2 separate regions of the Anser cygnoides genome follow, and region 2 is linked to region 1. Evidence: chromatin contacts called from public Hi-C data. All regions are on one chromosome and are shown on one strand. Each heading gives the region's core, a stretch centred on a gene start, on an enhancer-like site or on the middle of the called end of the contact. The rest is flanking DNA. Distances are from core to core; before and after follow the strand shown. Region 1 overlaps WDR59 (WD repeat domain 59). Region 2 holds the start of CFDP1 (craniofacial development protein 1).

Region 1 (7,247 bases), core at 2,905-5,404:
AGCCCAAAGACAGCAGCACTCTATGTCCCTACCCCTACATCTCTACCCTGTATCTATTTTAATTTAGGAAACAGCCTACTACTTGGCCCTTTCTTCGTGGTCCTAGGGTAAATCAAGGTTGTTGCTCCTATTGTGTTTACAGAAGGCAAGAGAGAGCAGTTCTTGTTGCTGGAGAAGGGCTTTCAGCAGCAGTAGGACTTTCTATACCAGATGATCAAACGCCTGGTCTGGAATTTGTGGGGTTCGTGTAAAAAGTTCTCTAGTTTTTAAAACAGTTTGTGGAGGAGAGCATGAAGCAACATGCCAGCTCAGAAATACCATACTTTCTGTAGCTGGATGCTTATAGGGTCATTTGGTCTATTAAGGGGTTGGGGGCAAATGCACGAGGAGGAGGATGTTAGGGATCCTCAGGCAATACACATCACACTAATGTAGAATAGCACGGAAAAACACACTCAAAGTGCATTAGCGAAGGAAGGCAAATACTGGGCTGCAAAGCCAAGAAATACCTCACCCTGGGGGCTGCAGAATGTATTAGTTCTAACAGTGGTCTGTGGTATATCTTCAGCAAGGTCAGATGTCTTACTGTGTCAGAAATCTAGACACCAGGTGTCGAGCACGTGTGTCTTTGTACAGACCGTGTACGCTCCCCACACACCTTCAGCAGCTTGGCCTTCATGGAGGCAGTGATCGAGGTCGGGTTGATGAACTGGAAGGACGGCGCAGCGTTATTGGGATATTGGACAGGGAACATCACCAGCATCCTGACTCTGTGGTTGCCGCAGTGCACTGACACTGTGCAGCTCCGATTCACCGCATCCATCTGCGCGAGGGAAAGCAATCGCTCTGTAGTTACGTCTCCAAGGACCTCTAAACTCACAGTGGCTTAAATTCATGCTGAGGGGCTGATTCCTCTGCACGCCCGTAAGATGAAGTCATGCTGCTCTCAAGGGCAGCAAAACACAGTGACAGCAAAAACCCCAGGCAGAGGGGAGCAGCCGTCACCACGAGTCCTGCAGCTCCTGCAGACGGCAGCCAGCCCAGCCTGCTCCCAGCAGCCGCTGCACCCCAACCCTCTTCACTTGGCTGGGGAGGGCTCCAGGCCCAGCGCAGCAGTAACAGGCACCATCCAGGGTCATATCCCACCATCTCAGAAAGATGCACAAGGATGTGAAATCACGGGGGTAGGGGAAGAGGGCAGGCAGCTGCCTCAAGCCTCCCACCCCAGTACTCTGAGGGACAAAGTGCAGGACAGCGAGGGCTGAGCAGACTAAGTTCAGGAACAGTTGAGATCAGCTACACGTACTGGAACAAGTCACTTTGCAGTCTTGGCAGGGAGGAAAACACAGTCCAGCCTTCTTGGGATCAGCGCCAGGGTACTTACTGAGCTGAAATGACTCCCTCACTCCCAGTGTTTGGGATTATCCTCTTTTCTGCTACCCCCGGCCAAAAGAGATCTCGACAGCTCAAAATAAACCTTGTTTACAGGCAGCAGTCACTGCAGCAGAAGGGTTCTCCTCAATAGGCTCTGATGAGCCAGCTTGCCCACATTCCCTCCTAGCCAGTCAGCAAAAGGAAACTCCCTACCTCCACGTTGACATTTCGGATCTGCACGTTGATCAGCGAAAACTCCTGCTGCAGCGTTTGAGGCAGCCCCAGCTGGTCTGTTTTCTTTCCCACCAGGAGGTCATTCAGGAAGTCTTCTTTTAAGGCTGACAGGAGAGATGCAGAACAGACCGAGACAAGTTATAGGAGACCTTTGGCACGCAATGCCAGGAGGCAGCCAAGAGAACAGGCTTTTCTCTGCTCCTTGAAATATGAGTTTTACCTGGCAGAAACCTGTGAGCTGGAGGGTCTCAGCTGTTGTTTAGAGGCAGGCTTCAGATACTTGCTCTTAAAAAAAACACCAAACCTGTCTGCACACTGGTTTCCGAGGAAAGTTACAGAAGCCATCTGTATTCTGTACAGCCCTAAATGGTCTGGTCTCTACTCATCTGAGACACCTTCTCCTCCCCACACAGTACTGCCACAGTCACAAACATCTGAAGTGGAGCCTCTTGGTCCAGCAGGAAAGAACTGCTGCCAAAGCAGTCTCCAGGAGGAGCTCTGGTCTTTGGGATTCACACCCCGCCGCTCGTGGCTTTCAGGGAATGTGTCCAAAGCAAGCTGATGAATAAGGCTTTGGGAGAGAGGAGAGGGTATTTCTGGCCCTAAGAGAGGTTTAATTCATTTGATGCAGCAGTGTGCATTTAATGTTGCAAAGCACTCTAGTGAGTAATTCTTCAGGACTCATTTAAATGCTGGATCTAACTGTCCAGTTCCACTGTCAGTGTTTTTTCAGGAGGACAATAACCCCTCAAACACAGGACAGATTTAAAGAGCCAGGCAAGCACTGCGGGGACACAAGAAATTAGGGTTAAAATAGCCAAGTGGACTGTGTTTCAGAAGAACTGGTCTCTGCCTGTTGTTGTGCCTGGCTCTTGCCTTGACCCTTGCGACATACCTCATTAGGACAGGGGCAGCTCCTGCTGGAGGGGGTTTCGTGTGGCAACCTTTCCTAAGAAGGCCAAATATATCTTTTGATGATGGTTCCCAAGGACACAAGGCAAGTCCCATTTACTCAGCTGTCATTTTCACCCTTGATGTTGCACAGACTACTCTTAGGGAGAAAAAAAAAAAAAAAAAGAAATGCAGAAAGCTATCCTTTACCAGGTTTTGCCTGAAAGCCACTGACTTTGCTACTGGGACAAATATATCTGGCTTTATGGCTGCCCAGTTGGTTGCTGAATTTGGATAGGTAGGACGCTTAGCTACTCATTCCTATCTGTGATTTTATTAGTGCTTAGATATACTTCACAATAGGGAGCTGGAAAAAGGATTAAAGGAAGATCAGTGGCTCTGAGGGAAGATAATTATTTCTAACTCAAGACGCCACATAGCTTACTGAAAAGCCACCTCTGAGGTTCCTAAAATGGGCACTGCCTTCCCTTTGTCTTCTATCCCCATTCCCTTCCAATTAGCTTCTAATCCCCAGAAACCCACATATTTGTCTAGATTCCTAAAGATCTTTCATAGGCAACAACCAGTGAGGACAGCTGTATACCGACGACACAGCTGGGGGGCTTTCTGATTTATCTGCAGAGCCCTGTTATCTTCAAAGATCCCCCAAAGTGCTTTACTAATGTAACATAAGAGACTTTGCTGCTGAAATCAACAGTCCACAATAGCTTTTAGGCTAGAAAGAACTGAAATTCCTACCTAGGGACTTGCTTGCGCATTGATCCTGAAGTCATGCTATTTGCAGCAAAATCTGCCCTGCTACAGAAAGTCATTTTTATTCCCTTTGGCCGCAAAGGAAACCTTACCAGCCTGAACCAAAACCAGATGCACAAAGAAGCCACGTAGGACACATGAATGTGATGTTGTCAAGGACAGTGAAAGACGCTCTCCTTTGGAAAAAAGACGTCAGGCAGACAAAAACAAGAACCCTTCTCAATGCTCTCCGCTAGAGCAGGAGAGGCTGTGCTTCCCCATGCAGTACTGCTCGCGGTGAGCACAGGTAGCCAGGGTACTTGCTATCGTATTATAAAACTCTCATGTAGGTAGAGGTGCTGGCAACTTTTAGAAACTTGTTCTGCTGCCACACAGGAGAGTTTACAGAGGAACTTCACTGGGCAGGAAACTTCCAGTTAGGAAGAGCTACCTTCCTAAGAGCTAGTCTTCCTAAGAGACTCAGACCACCTCCTTTATTCAGTGGACAGTCATTAGACCATTTCCTCACCTTCTCTCCAATTTGTTGGCAAGCCAAAAGGAGAAACAAATTGCTTGTCTGTAAACTTGCCACATGGGGATCCATTGTAGCACTGCGCCACACTACAGAGGAGAACTGAATTTAAACCCAAGCTGACACAAAGCCATGGGAGCACCCAATTCTTATTCCTCAGTATTAGATGTAGAAACCTCTTTAGAGGACTTATTCATGTGCACATCCTCACCTTGGGTCTCGGCTGATGCAACCTCTTCTGTTCTGTTCTAACCTCTTCAAACACTATCACCCATGAATGTTTAACCCGGCCAGATCCTAAACCACACAAACCCTCCTTTACATTCCTGCCTTTGTTTGCCTTCTCTTCCATAAAACCAAATCAATACTTACTGTTAAGCCCGCTCCCATCCACCTTTCTGGTGCTCACAGGTTAGAGACGCCAGCCCTCCCCCTCCACTCTGCCAGCCTTAAGCCACCTCTCCTCAACACGTGAAAAAAGACACAGCAGCTCTCTCCATACTACTTCGGTGGTTGGGAGAAGACATCTGCAACACGTCCATGTCCTCAGACCAGTTCACATAGCGACTAGCAGAAGGGTTTCGATACCAGGTAAGCAGTTTGTGTCAGAGCGCCTTCCCTTTTCTGTGGGGCTCATCTCTCAGCTTAAAACAAAACATATTCTTAAGAAGCTGAACTGACTTTCTGATTACGTTATTCTTGTCAGGAAGTCACAGCTAAGACCTAAAGACAATGCAATTAAATGCCAGTAGTGACAAGGAAGAGACCTGTTTTACAGCTAGAATGACATCATTGTGTTAGAGGAGAAAAATTTGGTAGGACAAGCCCGAGAAACCCCTCGTGGCTTTCCTCCTCCCAAACTGGGAATCCATTGATCTTTGAAACAAGACCAGTTTTTGCTTTGCCTATGGTGTTACTTTCTTATGCCATGATGCATCATCTTCCCAACGCAAATAGAGCTCATGTTTAGAGTTCCACAACCCATCACTTGCCTCACCTTCCTCATCCCCGTGCCCAGAGTTATGTTGGGGCTCAGAGTCCTGGGGATGAAGGGTCTTGTCCGGCTCCGACAGAAGAGAAATCCCATCGACGAGGTCATCAACTCCATCCAGGATATCGTTAGCACACAACTGAAAAGAACAAGCAGACCCACATGCTGCACAATGGAAACCAAACCATGGAAGGAAACACCACTAAACCACTCATTTCTGGATTTCCAAGGTAGGTTCGTCCACTCAACAGTCATGGCTTTAAGACCTTGGCATTGTTACTGTGACAAGACACGTTATTTTCCCCTTTCCAGCATCCTCCCCTTTGTCACCTCAGACAGCCTGGCCAAACCTCCTGCTCACTTACAAAAGCCACTTAAGTGACGTGGCCAGTCTAAGTAACAGAGGTTTTACTTAAAACTACACGTGAATGCCTTTAAGTCCTTAAATTAATGTGTGTGTGTCAGAAGTAATTTAATTTTTTAGATCAGATACGACAGTAGTATGCTTCCTGCTTTTGATATTTACACTCCAGTAGGATTTGGAGGCCCAGGTAAATAAAAATACCACAGGCCCCAGTGCTCCAAGTCCTGTACCAGAAAGAGACCATGAAAACTTGTATTTTAAAGTTCAGCACAATAAAAGAAGGGAAGATGAAGAGAAGAAACACAGAGAAGAAAGGATAAGGTTATGATATAGCAAATTACAGCATTGGTCACCAGCAACATGGCATCATATGTGTAGTTTGATAAAGACCAAGAACAAGAGGGGAGCAGGGGCCAACAAGGGAAGAGACAAACAATCGATTCAAAGACAGGACAGAAATAAAATATTCACAAATATATCATGTAGGAGTAAAGGGTCACTTTTCACAGAAAAGGTTTGTTACAGACCTGCAGGACTCCTGCAGGATCTGTGCTGGGACACATGCTTCTCAACATATTCATTAAAGACCTAGAACAGGAGGTGAATAGCGACATGACCAGGTTTGCTGATGCCACCAAGTTATTCAGGGTAGTAACGTAAGTGGCTGGCAACAGTCACAGAAAGACCTTACAGAAGTAACTGTATTAAATTGGAAGATGAACCTCAGTTCAGATAAATATAAAGTAATGCATACAGGCAAAAAATGGCAAATTCAAGCTGAGGGAACAAAACAGAGGCCAGACTAAGCTGATGTTTTCATGGAATTATGCCCAGCAATTTAAAAACAAACTGAGTATTGAGAATTCTTTGCTAAGAACAAGTTCTGATCCCCATCCCAAAAAGGATATAGTAGAACTGAAAAAGGGTTGTGAAAGCAAAAGTATGATCAAAATTCTTGTACAGGGGATGACAGTAATCAAGACCTTTTGACCTGACAAAGGAGGCAGCTGAGGAGGGATATGATGGAGGTTTACAGAATCATCAGTAGCACAGACAAGATGGTGTAAGATTGGCTGCTCATTTCTTTAATATAAGAGCTAGTACGTTTCAAACAAAACTACCAGGTAGCAAATAAAGTCATGAAAGGAGCTGTTTTTCCACACAACATGCAGAAAAGCCGTGAAACTCCTCATCATGGGACGTTTAGGATGACAGAAATGTACACAGGTCCAAGAAAAGACGGAACAAATCAAGGGAAGTGGAGTCCATCGAGCTCTATTAGATACAAAGATGGTCAAGCTTGGTAAGCCTCTTAAGCTGTAAACTACAGGAGCCTAGGAGGGCATGTGAGAAATGTCACTCCATACTTGCCTCTTTCTTATCCTCTTCCAAGACATCCACAGCTGAAGATGAGACAGAGGGAGCAATATGGGCCATCATGGCCATGTGAACCTCTGGTCTGACGCAGCAGAGCTGTCCTAGTAATTGCATCAGCACTCTGCAACTGCCGCCAGGCAGCAGAACAACAGGACTCACACTGCCTGCACCAGGCTAAGAGGCAATGGAAACACGAGAGGAAGCAGAAGGCACAATCCCTACATTTACCTGATACCTAGAATGCCATGAAAAGAGCCTCGTCTGGCAGCCGTAGAGGCAGCATCTCCAGAGGCAACACAGGTAGTAACTGATCTCCACCTTCCCTAAATATCTTGTATGCTTACTGTTAGATGACAAAGTGCCTCGGCACGAACAGAGACCTCAGCACAGGTCTGCCTGGGGATGTTTCTGGCCACACCTGGGCTGGAGCTACAGGGGGAAGTAAAGTGGCAGCTGGCTGCTCTGCATCTGCAGCTCTAGGACACCAGAGGAGTGACTGGGAGTGCAAGGAAAGGGAGGTGAACACAGCCTCTAAGAAAACTGCCTCCGGTTTAAGAGTGCAAGTGTTTACGTACCCTCTGCAGCTGAGAGTCAATCCGCCACATCCGCAGAGTCTGATCGCGGGACCACGTAACGAGCTGGTAGTCTTTAGAACCTAAAAAGGACAGAAACTTATAGACCCAGCTGAAAGCAGAGCCCATCGCAGCACTGCTTTTAGTGTAAACAGACAC
Region 2 (7,247 bases), core at 1,696-4,195, 110 kb after region 1:
AAAAAGGAGAGGATATACCACGCTTCACAGTGCGTCCCCAGCCTGCCGGCAGCAGAACGACACCCGCTCTGCACAGAGCTGCCAACTCACCTGACTTCCTCACCAGCGAAGTCAAACACTTTGGTGATTGTCACTTTTCCTGAATCTTTTGGCTTCTCGGAGTCTTTTGGTTTCTCCTGAAGCTTCTTCACATTCTTCTCTTCTTTAGCCTGTGAAATACACAAAGGAGAAAGCAGAGCAATGCACTCGGCAGCCCAGCCAAGTTACCGTCCCAAGTGGCCGAGGACCCAAGACAGACCTCAGGCAGCACCACAGTTTAGTCTGGCTGGTCAAAGCACGTCACCCACAGACGAGAAAAAGGCAAAGAGTCCCTGCTGCTAGAAGGAAGTTCCCTGTCTCGTCCCCAGGCTCTCACTGGAAGTCAGGATTTATAACAGACCCAAAATGAGAAGTGAAACTGTAATTAAATATAGGAACTGACACGAATATATTGCTGCAGTTCAGAAAGCAAGCAAAGTTCTGAAGAATTCAGTTTTCCCAAATCAAGTACAGCCAAACAGCAAAGTTGCCAGGGTGGATTAAACAGAAATACATTCACTTTTGCCCAAGAATATACGAGACCCATCAGCAGCAAAAGCAAGGCTGATCTTCACAGAGAACCCTGAAGATACCAGGCCATTTGTCAATAATGTTGAGAGGAAATTAGCTTTCTTAAGCTATTTGTCCACACTGCCTCTTTATTTACACAGTAACACCTAAAGCTTTTAACGTTGCACATGAAAATCCCCAGACCCTGCACATAATGAAAGCAAAAACTTCAATTCTTGCTCAAAATCAACTACACACTGAGAAGATCTTCAGAAAACAAATCCAAAATAAGAAGTTCACAAGAAGAGCAGAGGGACTGCATCTCCATAAATTATTCCAGACTGCAGGGGAACTTCTAAAGACCACGCATGTTCTAGTGATCCGCACATAAAACGAGAACTGCTCAGAAGAGAACTTTTCCTCTCTCGTCTATCTACAACCACCTCAGCTGTTCAGCCAGTAACAACTGAGGTGGGGAGAAGCACGAGGCTTCAGATAAAAGGACTCTTCTGAAAGTTGCAAACTTACGCAGCGACACTTGTTCTCCAGCTTTCCAACAGTTAGAGAAAGAAGCGTCACACAACGAGAACTGTTCTCCCCACACATCGCTTGTTCAAGAGTCAAGATTTTAGTTACAAAAGACTCTTTTAGCTGACAGAGGGGCAGTGGTGCCTCTCCTCTGTGTCCCTAGCTTTGGAGCAGCGGGACAGGCACAAGAAACCACGGGGGAGAGTTGTACACACAAGGGTAACTCGGACCAAGCCTCACTGTGCTGTTTCTGCTTCACAAGGGGACTCCACCACCAGGAAGGGAAGCCACCAGGGCTCCCTGGGACACTCGAGGATGCTGACAAGCAGCTCCAAAAAATCAGCACCACCAGGTCACAGACCTCCCTGCCTGGAAGGCAACCAGCTTTGCCCACAGTGGGGCTCCAGGCTTACAAACAGATGGGGCAGGGACAAATCCGTGCCCTCCACAGCTCCAACTGGAGCTGCCGCCACCCAGAACCAGCACTTTCCAACTTGAGGCCCTTCTCACATCCCCTCAGTGAAGGCCCCGGTACCTTGTCAGCTTGCGTGGCCACCGCCACTTTGGGCTTCTGTCCCACGTCGCTAAGGAAGCTGGCCCAAAGCGCGTCCTCTTTCTTCTTCTCTTCTTCTTCTCTGTCTTTTTCCGCCTGCTTTAAGTTATCCCCCTCCTCCTCTTCGTTTTCCTGAGCCTTTCCTTCCTCTTTCTCATCGGGCTCTAGCACGAGACCTCCTTTCTTCCTCTTCCTGGAAGCAGACACCCAAAAAACCACGCTGAGATCCCGCGGCACCACCCCAGAGCCCAAACTTAGGTGGGTGAAACAATACAAACACTTCACGTCCCGGCTACAGCACCTGCCTGGGAGGCTTCCCCTAACCTCGGAGGGGGGAAGCTGGTTAATTACAGGACTGCCCTGATCAGAAACCACAGTAATTAGGTGGAAAATGCAGCGAGAAGCCCTGAATGGAGCTTACAGGTGGGCATACGGGGTGGACGTACAGGTGGATCGTGGATTCTGCAGGAACCTCCAGGCGAGGAGGCCTTAAACGTGCCCCTTATGTGTGGGGCTTTTGGCTTCCCAAATAGAAAAGAGCTAAGTTACTGTTGTTATTAACGCATCTAATTAGCCGCTGGTGAGGGCTCCAAGGCATCCCATCCTTTTAAATCCCAACGCCAACCCACAAAACACCCCGAAACGAGGCATTTCTCCTCACCGGGCATCCCGAGGGACCCCCAGGCACGCTGCACGCCCTCGCGGAGCACCGGACAGCGCAAAAAAAAACCGATTTTCGGTTAATTCACCCGGCACGGCCGCGCCCCCGGGTCCCTACCTGCCGGCGGGGCGGCGGGGGCTGCTCCTGCCGCGGGCTGCCCGCGGCCCGGCCCGGGCCCGGTCCCGGTCCCGCTGCTCCTCGTCCTCCTTCACCAGCTCGCTGCCGTCATCCTCGCTGTACTCCGCGCCTGCGGGCACAACCGGCAACGGCCCCCCGGTAATTAAACCCCTCGGTAACCAAACCCGCCGGTAACGAACCTCCCGGTAACGAACCCCGCGGTAAGCAGCGGACGCCCCGGTGGCGAGGCTCACCCGAGGGCACGTAGTCCTCGTCCTCGGCCGAGCTGTACGCCTCCTCCTCCGAGCCCGACATGGAGCCGCCGGTAACCACCGGGAGCCGCCGCCGCCGCCAGAGCGCCGCCCCCGCCGCCGCCGCCGCCCTCGAGCGCCCCCTGGCGGGGCGGACCCCGCCGCCCTCCCTCGGCCGGGGGCCCGGCCGCCGGCCCCTCCGCTTCCGGGTCTCCGCCCGCGGCCGTTGCCATGGCAGCGGGGAGCTGGTTGGCGGGCGGCGCCGCCCGTCAGCGAGCGGCGCTTTCCTATTGGCCGAGACCGGAGAGGGAGGGAGGGGCTGACGAAGCGATGGAGGGCGGCGAGGCGGGCGGCGGGCTGCTGCAGCAGATCCTCAGCCTGCGCCTGGTGCCGCGCTCCGGGAACGGCACCGCCGCCTACTCCAACCCGCTGGCGGCCTTCTCAGGTACGGGCACGGCCGAGAACCGGGCTCGGCGCCGGGCCGGGCCTTCCCCGGGGGCCGCCGGAGGCCGCCGGGCCTGCCCCGAGCCGAGCCCCCGTGACGGCGCCGTCCCCCCGCAGAGATGTGGTACGGCGTGTTCCTGTGGGCGCTCGTCTCCTCGCTCTCCTTCCACGCCCCCGCCGCCCTGCTCGCCCTCTTCACGCTGCGGCGCCACAAGTACGGCCGCTTCATGTCGCTGGGCCTCCTGCTGATGGGCATCGTGGGACCCATCACCGCCGGCATCCTCACCAGTACGGGACCCGCCCCAGCGCTGGGCGCCGCCGCCGCCCCCCCGCCCCCCGCCTGCCCGTCGGGTGCCTCACAGGGGGCCGCGTCCCCTGGCTCGGGCAAAAACCGCCCGGGTTTGGGGGCTGTGCAAAAAATGGGCTGCGTTTGTGGGCTGCCAGCGTCCTGGCGTGGGCTGAAAATGTGCCCCCAGACAGCTCAGGACCTCACGGGGGCCTGGGCAGAGCTCTGCCAGCGCTGTTCCCCACGAATCTCTGTTGCCACCCGCATTCGTTGCCTCGTGGCTAAGATTTATCACATATCGAGCACCCTGCCCCTGCCCGCTGGGCTGCAGAGCTTCTGCAGAACCCCTCACTTTGTCCAGTCAGCCCCCTCCCTGCTCGTTCCCGTGGCACCGCAGTGTTTTTCATATCACGCAGTAATCTTTCTGCTTTTTCCCCCCTCTCCGCAGGTGCTGCCATCGCAGGAGTTTACAGAGCTGCAGGGAAAAACATGATTCCCTTCGAAGCCCTCATTTTAGGAGTGGGTCAGACGTTCTGTGTGGTGGTGGTTTCGTTCCTACGGATTTTAGCCACTCTCTAGCTTTTCTTCGGATGCTAGCGCTTGAAAATGGAAGGGAACCCAAACATCTGCCCCGTGCCCGGGCTCTGTGAAGCAAATAACGAGGGAGCGCAACTCGAGGGGTGCCTCGGCGTGCGCTTCCTCCCCTGCTTGAGGTTGTGTGAAGGCTTTCTGCCTCCAGGCCGGCGGCAGAGCCTGACCTGAAGGGCTGCGTGCCACACGCATGCGTTGGAGAACGTGCTTTCTGTAACTTCTGTTGCTCATGTACCACCGTAACGGCTGGGTTAGGTCCCCCCGGCACTGCTGAAGCTGTGCCGCCGATCCTGAGCAAACATCTGCAAGCAGCATTGGCTGCTTCCCGGCCAAAATGCGCCACTAAACGGGTCCCCGGTCTGCTTTAGAAATTAAGATAAAAATTGTTAATTTTGTTACATTTTCGTAACGCTAAGTGCCAAGTGAAACTTCATTTCCCTGGAGGAGGCTCCGCTACCTTCTGCAGGTGACAGATTGTGGCAGCAGCAGCGTGTAACTCAACAGCAGCCACGCCTGGTGCGGTGTCTTCAGCGCTCAGTTAATGCTTTGACCTCTTGCTGCTTTGTTTGCAGTGAACCCGAAGCTCTTTTAATGTGATTTTTTTTTTTTTACATGAGAAATTTCTTTTATTGTTTTTCTTCTGGCCCCGTCTCTGCCAGATCATGCTCATGGTGAAGCTGGGGAGCAGCAAAAGGAAAAATCATTTTAAATAGCTGAGACTGAAAAGTTGTGGCTGAGAGTTGTGAACATGCCTCAGGGGCAAGGGAGATGGTGTGAGAAAGATTGTGATTTTAATGAGTTTTATTACTGTGAAGCTCTCCAGACACTGGACGTCCTGCACGGGAGCTGCACCCCGCTGCCCGCAGCAGCAATCCCAGGGCACGTGTGGGCGTGCGCGGTAGTTTCTCGGGCTTTGGAGGAGATCTGTGTTCCTGAACTCATTCTGACTTCACCTGCTGAACGTGCTCACGTCGGTGTGGGAGAATTGGACATCTTCACTGGTGCGCAAACATAATTTTAGATGCCCCTCAACCCCTACCCACCGAGGTACACTCTCTCCTAACGCATTGGTTTAGTTTTAAGTGACTTTTAATTAATTCTTGATCTGCCTGCTTGCCTGGAGGTGTGCTGTGCGGTCAGGGCTCTCAGGTGTGCTCTCTGGGGGCTGGGTTTTGGGGCCTTGGGGAAGCTGGGGCTGAATCCTGAGGCTGTTGCTGCGTGGAGTAGCCAGCCCCAGGGCTTTGCTGTGGTCCCTGCGTGTTTCGTAGCCGCTGCCGTCATCTGGGTTGCTGAAGGGAGGCGCTGTCCGTGTCTGGCCTCCCAGGCCACGCTTCCCACCTGGGTTGTTTCTGAACTCGCTGGGTTTTCAGAGCAGCTCGCCCTCTGTGTCTGATCCCCTCCGTACGGCCAGTTGTCTTCCACAAAGGTGATGAAACAACCCTGAACGGGATCATGTGCATCATAAAATTCTCTTGCTGTGCATCACGAAATTCTCTCTTCAGGTTCTCTCGAACAGTCCTTTGACAGTGGATGGAGAAAGTTGTTTTTCAGGAGCTTTAATGAGAATACGCTAAATTTTAGCCTGTATTAATCCAGGGAATAAAGCTGTGAATTTTAGGAGTTGAATGCAAACCCTTCTCCTTAGGCAGGCAGGGTCTGAGCCCTGGGTCTGCTGCGTGGGGCTCTGGGGGCCCTCTCCCCTCTGCGCTTCCACCCCCCTGCCCCAAACGAAAAGCAGGAGTCATGAGTGATCTGCTTGGATCGCCTTCCCCTTCCTGCTCATTTCAAATCGCGTCGTGCACAGCTTGTGCCTGGAGCACGTGGCTCAATTCACGGACTCGTCCCGTCCTTTCCCAGACGGATTAAAAGTGCTGAGGCTGGACGGGGCGGGTCAGCCTTCCTCGCCTCCTGCAATAAAACCAGACCCAAACACAGCGGCGTAGTTTTGAGCCGAAGCACCAGGGCAGGCTGTGAATGCAGGTTCCTCCCTCTCATCACGTTGTTTTGGTGTTACCTTCACCTTCCTCCAAGCAGAGGAATCCCTTGAGTCTTCAGCAGGTGGCTTTGCTCGGACAGAAGGATTTGGGAAGGCTGGGATTTGGAAATACTGAGGGCTGTTGCACGAGGCTGGGTAAGTACCCCACGACTGCCTGGGAGAAGAACAATTCCTGCTCTACTGCAGCGCGAACTTGCCAAAAGCTGTAAAGAGCTTGCAAAAAAATGGAAATGCCGAGGTGTCCTGAGAGCCCAGCAGGAAACTCCACGCCGAGAAACCTTCCGCCCCGAGAGGCGCCGCTGCTCGAGCTGGCTTCCACGTGCTGGTCTGCATAGGGACAGCCTGACTTCACTCCTCGCAACCACAACTGTCACGAACAAATCTTTGTATGAGAGAAATCTGTGCAAAGTTTTATTTTTCTACTGGCACTTCTAATCCTGGTGGTGACGATCAGTAAATGCTGTAACGATCGAGGTGAACAGAGTCGTGTGTTTGTTCTGCGGGAGGATGGGGTGGTGAGGAGGCCAGTGTCGAGGTTCGGGAAGCCACACTCCTTTTTGCCTCGTGCAGGGCAGGTTTCTCCTGTCCAGGGCTGGCAGGTGCCTTGCTCTCTGCAGCCCCGTGGGGTGGTTCTCAGCTGGGGAGCGTGGCTTTGGTGGGGGCAGCACCTGCATTACAGGGCGTGCGTTATTTTATAGCTACATACAGCCTATAAGGACCAAGATCAGCAAAACGAGCTGTTCTAAGAGCACAGCAGCAGTGCATATTAGGGATTCCCAAAAGCACCCCGTTGCTGCCAGCCATGCATGTTTGTTTCTCCCCCAAACCCCTTCCCAGTCGCCCAGCTCACAACTGGCCTGAAGCGTTCACGCGGCGAGGCGCTGGGGGCTTCACTGGCAGTAGAAGGTCAGGACGTTTTCCTGGTTTCCCCTGGTCAGGACGACGGGCGGCCTCAGGTCCCGCGAGAGGCTCTCGAGCCAGGCCATGTAGAGGGAGCTGGGGCAGCCCCCCTTCCTGCCCACGGGCAGCGTGCTGCGGGACGGGGCCGCCTCAGCGAGTGCACGGCCTCCTCCGGCACCAATTTGCAGCTTTTTTCCTAAAAATAAGTGCCTCCCCCCTCCACTCCCTCCAGGACCAGACCTCTCGGTGCTCCCCCAGCTTTTCCCTCTGGGTGCACTGCGGGGTCCGGGCCCCAAGAACTGCAAGGAAGGGGAGCAGGGGGGGTCCAGCAC

What was found. Hi-C and Micro-C count contacts between places; a contact is called where the count stands out from the background.
Region 2: a contact with region 1 is called in a Hi-C map of fetal liver, with 1.8 times the contacts expected there. The contact joins the promoter of CFDP1 here to the enhancer-like site in region 1. A contact is called at or near these places in 5 of 7 Hi-C or Micro-C datasets (fetal liver, granulosa cells and liver).

What each region holds. Positions count from the first base shown.
Region 1 is chr12:13,430,882-13,438,128 of Taihu_goose_T2T_genome, forward strand. WDR59 (WD repeat domain 59) reads right to left here. Exons shown (of 25, transcript XM_067004730.1): 10 at 7,092-7,171; 11 at 4,782-4,914; 12 at 1,588-1,712; 13 at 659-823. Among named protein-coding and RNA genes, the nearest start is that of WDR59, 23 kb to the right of the region's middle. Within about 2 kb of position 4,155, at least 1 of the 3 cell types and tissues checked has open chromatin away from gene starts, as enhancers often do. A contact at or near this core is called in fetal liver, where this site is marked.
Region 2 is chr12:13,545,939-13,553,185 of Taihu_goose_T2T_genome, forward strand. CFDP1 (craniofacial development protein 1) reads right to left here and starts at 2,946. Exons shown (of 6, transcript XM_067004672.1): 1 at 2,702-2,946; 2 at 1,652-1,862; 3 at 91-209. The coding sequence starts at 2,931. TMEM170A (transmembrane protein 170A) reads left to right here and starts at 2,985. Exons shown (of 3, transcript XM_048078758.2): 1 at 2,985-3,143; 2 at 3,260-3,430; 3 at 3,877-6,488. The coding sequence starts at 3,029. The coding sequence ends at 4,007. SLC12A3 (solute carrier family 12 member 3) reads right to left here. Exons shown (of 26, transcript XM_067004668.1): 25 at 6,866-7,047; 26 at 6,399-6,683. The coding sequence ends at 6,906.